Regions from separate parts of the Sus scrofa genome. Here region 2 is linked to region 1. A link is a contact called in public Hi-C data. All regions are on one chromosome and are shown on one strand. The core of a region is the stretch at or near the end of the contact, and the rest is flanking DNA. Distances in the headings are between cores, read along the strand shown.

What was found. Hi-C and Micro-C count contacts between places; a contact is called where the count stands out from the background.
Region 2: a contact with region 1 is called in a Hi-C map of liver, with 6 times the contacts expected there. The contact joins the promoter of ARHGAP12 here to the enhancer-like site in region 1. A contact is called at or near these places in 2 of 5 promoter capture datasets (fetal liver and liver), 4 of 47 Hi-C or Micro-C datasets (embryonic fibroblasts, liver and skeletal muscle) and 1 of 2 datasets of contacts at active chromatin or transcription factors (alveolar macrophages).

The regions. Positions count from the first base shown.
Region 1 is chr10:42,530,984-42,533,531 of Sscrofa11.1, reverse strand. The region is part of intron 3 of ARHGAP12 (rho GTPase-activating protein 12); the gene reads left to right. Among named protein-coding and RNA genes, the nearest start is that of ARHGAP12, 45 kb to the left of the region's middle. Within about 2 kb of position 1,286, at least 8 of the 83 cell types and tissues checked have an H3K27ac peak or open chromatin away from gene starts, as enhancers often do. A contact at or near this core is called in liver, where this site is marked.
Region 2 is chr10:42,576,084-42,578,631 of Sscrofa11.1, reverse strand. ARHGAP12 (rho GTPase-activating protein 12) reads left to right here and starts at 1,281. Exons shown (of 18, transcript XM_021064803.1): 1 at 1,281-1,467.

The DNA of each region.
Region 1 (2,548 bases), core at 37-2,536:
TTTGTTTTTGTTTTTTGTCTTTTTAGGTAGGGCCACACCTTCGGCATGTGGAAGTTTTCAGGCTCCACAGCCACAGCAACGCCAGATCCGAGCTGCATCTGGGACCTACACCACAGCTCATGGCAACACTGGATCCCTGACCCTCTGAGTGAGGCCAGGGATCAAACCTGCACCTCATGGATACTAGTCAGATTTGTTTCCACTGCACCACAAAGGGAACTCCTGAACTGTGGGTTTTAGTAGAACTGTTAGATTTTAAAAAAATAAATATTAAGTATTTTAGTCTTTTTTTTTTTTTTTTTTTTGTCTTTTTGCTATTTCTTGGGCTGCTCCCGCGGCATATGGAGGTTCCCAGGCTAGGGGTCCAATCAGAGCTGTAGCCACCAGCCTACACCAGAGCCACAGCAACGCAGGATCCGAGCCGCATCTGCGACCTACACCACAGCCGGATCGTTAACCCACTGAGCAAGGGCAGGGACTGAACCCGCAACTTCATGGTTCCTAGTCGGATTGTTAACCACTGTGCCACGACGGGAACTCCCTAGTCATTTTTTATTTGCAAAGAAAAGCACTGATGGGAAAAGAATAAAATAAAACAAAAATGACTTTAGATTTACTGGAATGATCAAATTGTTGATGCATTCACTAAATATTTGTTGAGCACCAGCTGCATACCTTGTTTGGTGCAAGGTTCTGGGGATTTGATGGTGAGCACAGAGCATATCTTGTAGTAGAGCCCTACTTTATGAATGAACACTAGATCCCTTTGTACAACAGTGGATCAGTTCTATTGCTTCCTTATTATCTCCCATAAGAAAACTTCAATTGACCATTCCTGACCCCGGGTTTTTTTTTTTAAAGTACTGCAGAGAATAGCCAGAAACCTTGTAGAAGCCGTTACTGTAACCATCAAGGAGCTTTATGGGAGATTCTTAAAAAAAGAAAAGCAAAGAAAAAACTTAATCGCCAAGTGTTAAAGAAAACTTGATGCAATCAAGTGGAGAGGAATGTGATCTTTTTAGCTTTTCAGCTGCAGCTTTACTGATTTAAATGGAAATTAATAAATCTCAGTGTTCCTCTGGTAGCTAAATGTACTGTAATTAGAAAAATGGCATGGATATTCTTAAAATAGTACTTTCTCTGATACATATGTATCATCGACTTTATGTTTTTGCATTCACCAAAATAGAACATGAAACCAGAAAACTGATAAGCAGACTTGTTTCTTCCTATGGCTAGCATTTTCTTCTGCAAAAGGAAGCAGGCATCTTTTGTCCACTTTCAGTATGTCTCATTCTGAAGAGCAGCAGTCTCCCAAAAGGGCAAACTAGGCAAGAAGTTAAATCTTAACTGAATTTAGATCTCTGTCACAGATCTTCTTGTTTGTCTACTTTTATGTGGAGAGACTTCTGAACCCTGAACGAAAACCTTTTTATTTCTCCTGTGAATGTCCAGTTACCTGATGACAAGAAACAAGCATATAAATAACTGATTTGAAGCAAAGGGAGCTGCCAGGTCTCAAATGAGCCTTGGAACAGAGTAGGGTAACAGGGAGTCTTTAGCTGAGGAGTGGGGTTAAATTGAGCTGTGGGAAACAGGTCTTTTTGTATTTAGGAATCTTTTCTGAAAATCCTGAGACCTAGTTTTGATGGAGAGGTTTGGAAGGGCCCTGAAAGGAGACTAAGGATCGTGGAAAACAAATTACAGTTTTGACTTGCAGAACCTCTCTGTAGAACTGGAGTACATTTATTAAGTGAATTTTGTATCCTGCACTTTGAAATATAAGTAGAATGTTTTATTTCCCCCCCCCGCCCCCGGGAAGAAGGCTATATGATGGGGTTGAGAGGAGCAAAAAGAAACTGCTTTTAAATTTAGCTGCTCATTGATTCCCCCCCCTCCCTGTACGCACCAAGTCTTATTTAAGGAGTTTCAAAAGAAATCTGGGTATACACTTCCTTTTTTTTTTTTCCCTCCTTTTTTTGGTCACCCCGTGGCATATGGCGTTCCTCAGATCTGAGCTGCATGTGTAGCCTATGCCACAGCTGCAGCAACTCTGGATCCTTTAACCCACTGTGCTGGGCCGGAGCGCAAACCTGCGTTCAGGTGCTGCAGACATGTGAGAACTCCTGCGTATCTATCTCTATCAGTCAAGGTTCTCCAGAGAAACAGAGCGAGTGGGTTATATGTAGATATATGTCAGAGGAGATTTATTATAGGAATTGGCTCATGCAGTTCTGCAGGCTGAGAAGTCCCAGGATCTGCTCTCTGCAGGCTGGAGAACTAGGAGGGCCAGTTGTGTAATGCATTCCAAGTCAGACGTGGTGGGGGCCTGGTCCTAGGGCGGGAGACATGTTGTCTCAGCTCACATTCTTCCCCTGCCTTTTTGTTCTGCTGAGGCCCTGAACTATTGGATGATGCTCACCCCTTTTGGTGAGAAGACAGTCTTCTTGACACAGTCTGCTGATGGACATGCTAATCTCTTCTGAGGACGCCCCCACTGATGCATCCAGAAGTTAATGTTCTGCAGTATGTGGAGGTTCTCAGGTCA
Region 2 (2,548 bases), core at 32-2,531, 45 kb before region 1:
TTCTAGAAAGAGATCACAAGGGATTCTATGGAAAATAGTTTCAGAAGCACATGGTAGTAATACTCTACTGAACAAAGGCATGGCAAAGAACTCGTTAGAAACTGAGGGAGACAGAAAAGACTACCCATGCCAAGGAAAGGGGGTCTTGAGTGTACTGATAGAGACAGTATGGTCTCAGGCTTAAGTACCTTTTCTTTGAGAGAGGAGAGTATCTTACAACTTTAAGCCCCCCGCCCTGAACATTAGATTTAATTTTCTAACAAGGTAGTAAACTAGAGTTGTTAAAGTCTTGACAATATCCCAGTGGGTTCTTTGCAGTCATTAAAGAAAAACTGGGAGTTCAGCTTGTGATTAAGGAAGCCAATGGCATCTTCAAGCATGAGGTGAAGAACAGAGAAGAGCCAATTGAATAATACCTTGGCCTTTTTTCCTAGTACTATTAACATTTTATCCAGGCGCCATAACAGACACAATCAACAGTTGGTTACTAAATGAATGGTGTCTGCAGTCCTAATACATAGCAGTTATTTTTCTCAGTCATTGAATTTTAGAGCTTAGAAGGAGACTTTGGACTTGTCCACAGGCTTTTTGGGCAGCTAAGGTTGAGAAAGATGAAGCGACAATGGAAGGAGGAGGTCTCCCCCTACATTCCCAGTGCAGCGGATCTCCTGCAAACGCAGCATACTGGGCTAACTTTGGGCAACAACACCGCAGCGCACACAACAGGCCAGTGGACAGCGGGGAGAGGAGTCGGCGGTCAGCTGCCTCGGGACTGCAGCGGAGTGTGCGCTGCCGGTCCCAGCAGGAGCCCCGTCATGGACCAGGGTCTCCAGAGCTGCACTTCACCGACCGAAGTATCCTGTGGACTCTTCCTGAGCCTGCCCGCGGGATTTCCGGGTTCAGGAACCGCTGACCGACGCCGGGCAGCGTTCCCAGCAGGCAGGCGGCAGGAGAAAGAGGTGGGGGCGGGCCCACGGCCCCCTCCTCCCCAGCCCCACTCCAACCACTCCAGTCTCGGAAGTTTTCCAGTCCACCCTTCCCTCCTTTTCCCCAGGAGCGTTTTCTCAGCTTTTCCCACCTGGAGTTTGCAAAGCATCCACACCCCCTCCGCCCTCTAGGAGCGCGCCACTCCGCGCGCCTCGGCCCCGCCCTCTGCCTCCCCTCCTCCTCCCGGATCCTCCAAGGCCGAGTCACCCCTCGCCCGGCGGGCCGTCACGTGCGCCTCGCCCCGCCCCATCACGTGGCGCGCCCCGCCCCCGTCCCACGTGACCGCTTCCCCGCCCCGCCCCCGCGCCGGCGCGCTCCGACGTGCCCTGGAACTTACCCTCCCGGGGAGAGCTGCCTGCGGGGACGCGCCGGCCGCGGCCGCCGCCGAGTGAGCGCCCTTCGGGCTCGCCTGGGTGCCCCACTGCTGCCGCCGGCACGGGAGGGAGCCGCTTCCCGCGAGGCCGCTGCGCTCTCTGTGAGGTGAGGGGGCTTGCGAGCGGAAGGCAGTTCGGGCGGCGCAGCACAAAGGCGCCTGGGGCTGGGGTTTGTACCCGCCGAGGGCTGCGGGGCCGGGGGAGGCGTGTGCTGGCGCGCGGTGGCGCCGAGGGGCGCGAGTGCAGCCGGAGGCGCGGCCCGAGGGGTCGGGGCTCGGGGCGGGGACCGTCGCCGGCAGGTCGGCAGATATGGGCTGCGGGGTTTAAATGGCTCGAAGTTGTGGCTCCTTTGCCCCCCGGTTTTCTGACTTCCTGTGAGAGGGCAGTGCCCGCCGCCCCGCCCCCAGGAAGGAGGGTATCGGGGCGTGTGTGTGTGTGTGTGTGTGTGTGTGTATGTGTGTAAAAGGCTGGCGGTGCCGCCCTCTTTCCTGGTCTCCCGCCACCGCGCGTGCCCGCTTCCCAGCCGCTGGAGGGGGTGCACCCCCCACCCCACCCCGGAGCGGATCTGGGCCTCCCCTCGAGGGCTTTGACCTCAAAACTGGGCGCTCGGGGCTCTGCAGTCTGTAGAGGTGCCCCGCCCCTGCTGAATGGGCATTTGCTTCTCTGCGAGGAATTTCCTCGGGGTCCTTAAATTTAAAGAATTCCCTGTCCTCTCCTCTGGGGTCGTTGATTATCTTCTAAGAATGACTGTCCTTGGCGTGTTTTATCTTAAGTTACCGCAGACTCCTGGAGAAGAAACGGCCACAGGGTCATCAGCAGAGCAAAAGGCACGGCCTTGCGTTTTAGAGGCGTGTGATGTTTTCCTGTCGGCTGCAGCAGCAGTCGTTTTAAATGCACTTGCGAAGGCAAAAGCAAAATGTTCAAAGCGTAGCACTATGAAAAGTTCTCACGTCATTCCAAGCGAAGTGTTGTGGCAGAGGCAGTTAGCCCTCGTCCTGCTTGATGGTTAATCATGACCTGTGGAGGTAGAATTTATTGACCGTTCATGCGCGTATTCCTTGGGGGCGATGATGTAGAGGAAGGAATATTGAGGAGTCGCTGGAATCTGGTTCAGATTCTGCCCCCCGCTTCTAAAGGTGAGACCTTGGAAGGCTCTGAATGTTGCAGTGAGAGGTTGTTAAAGTATC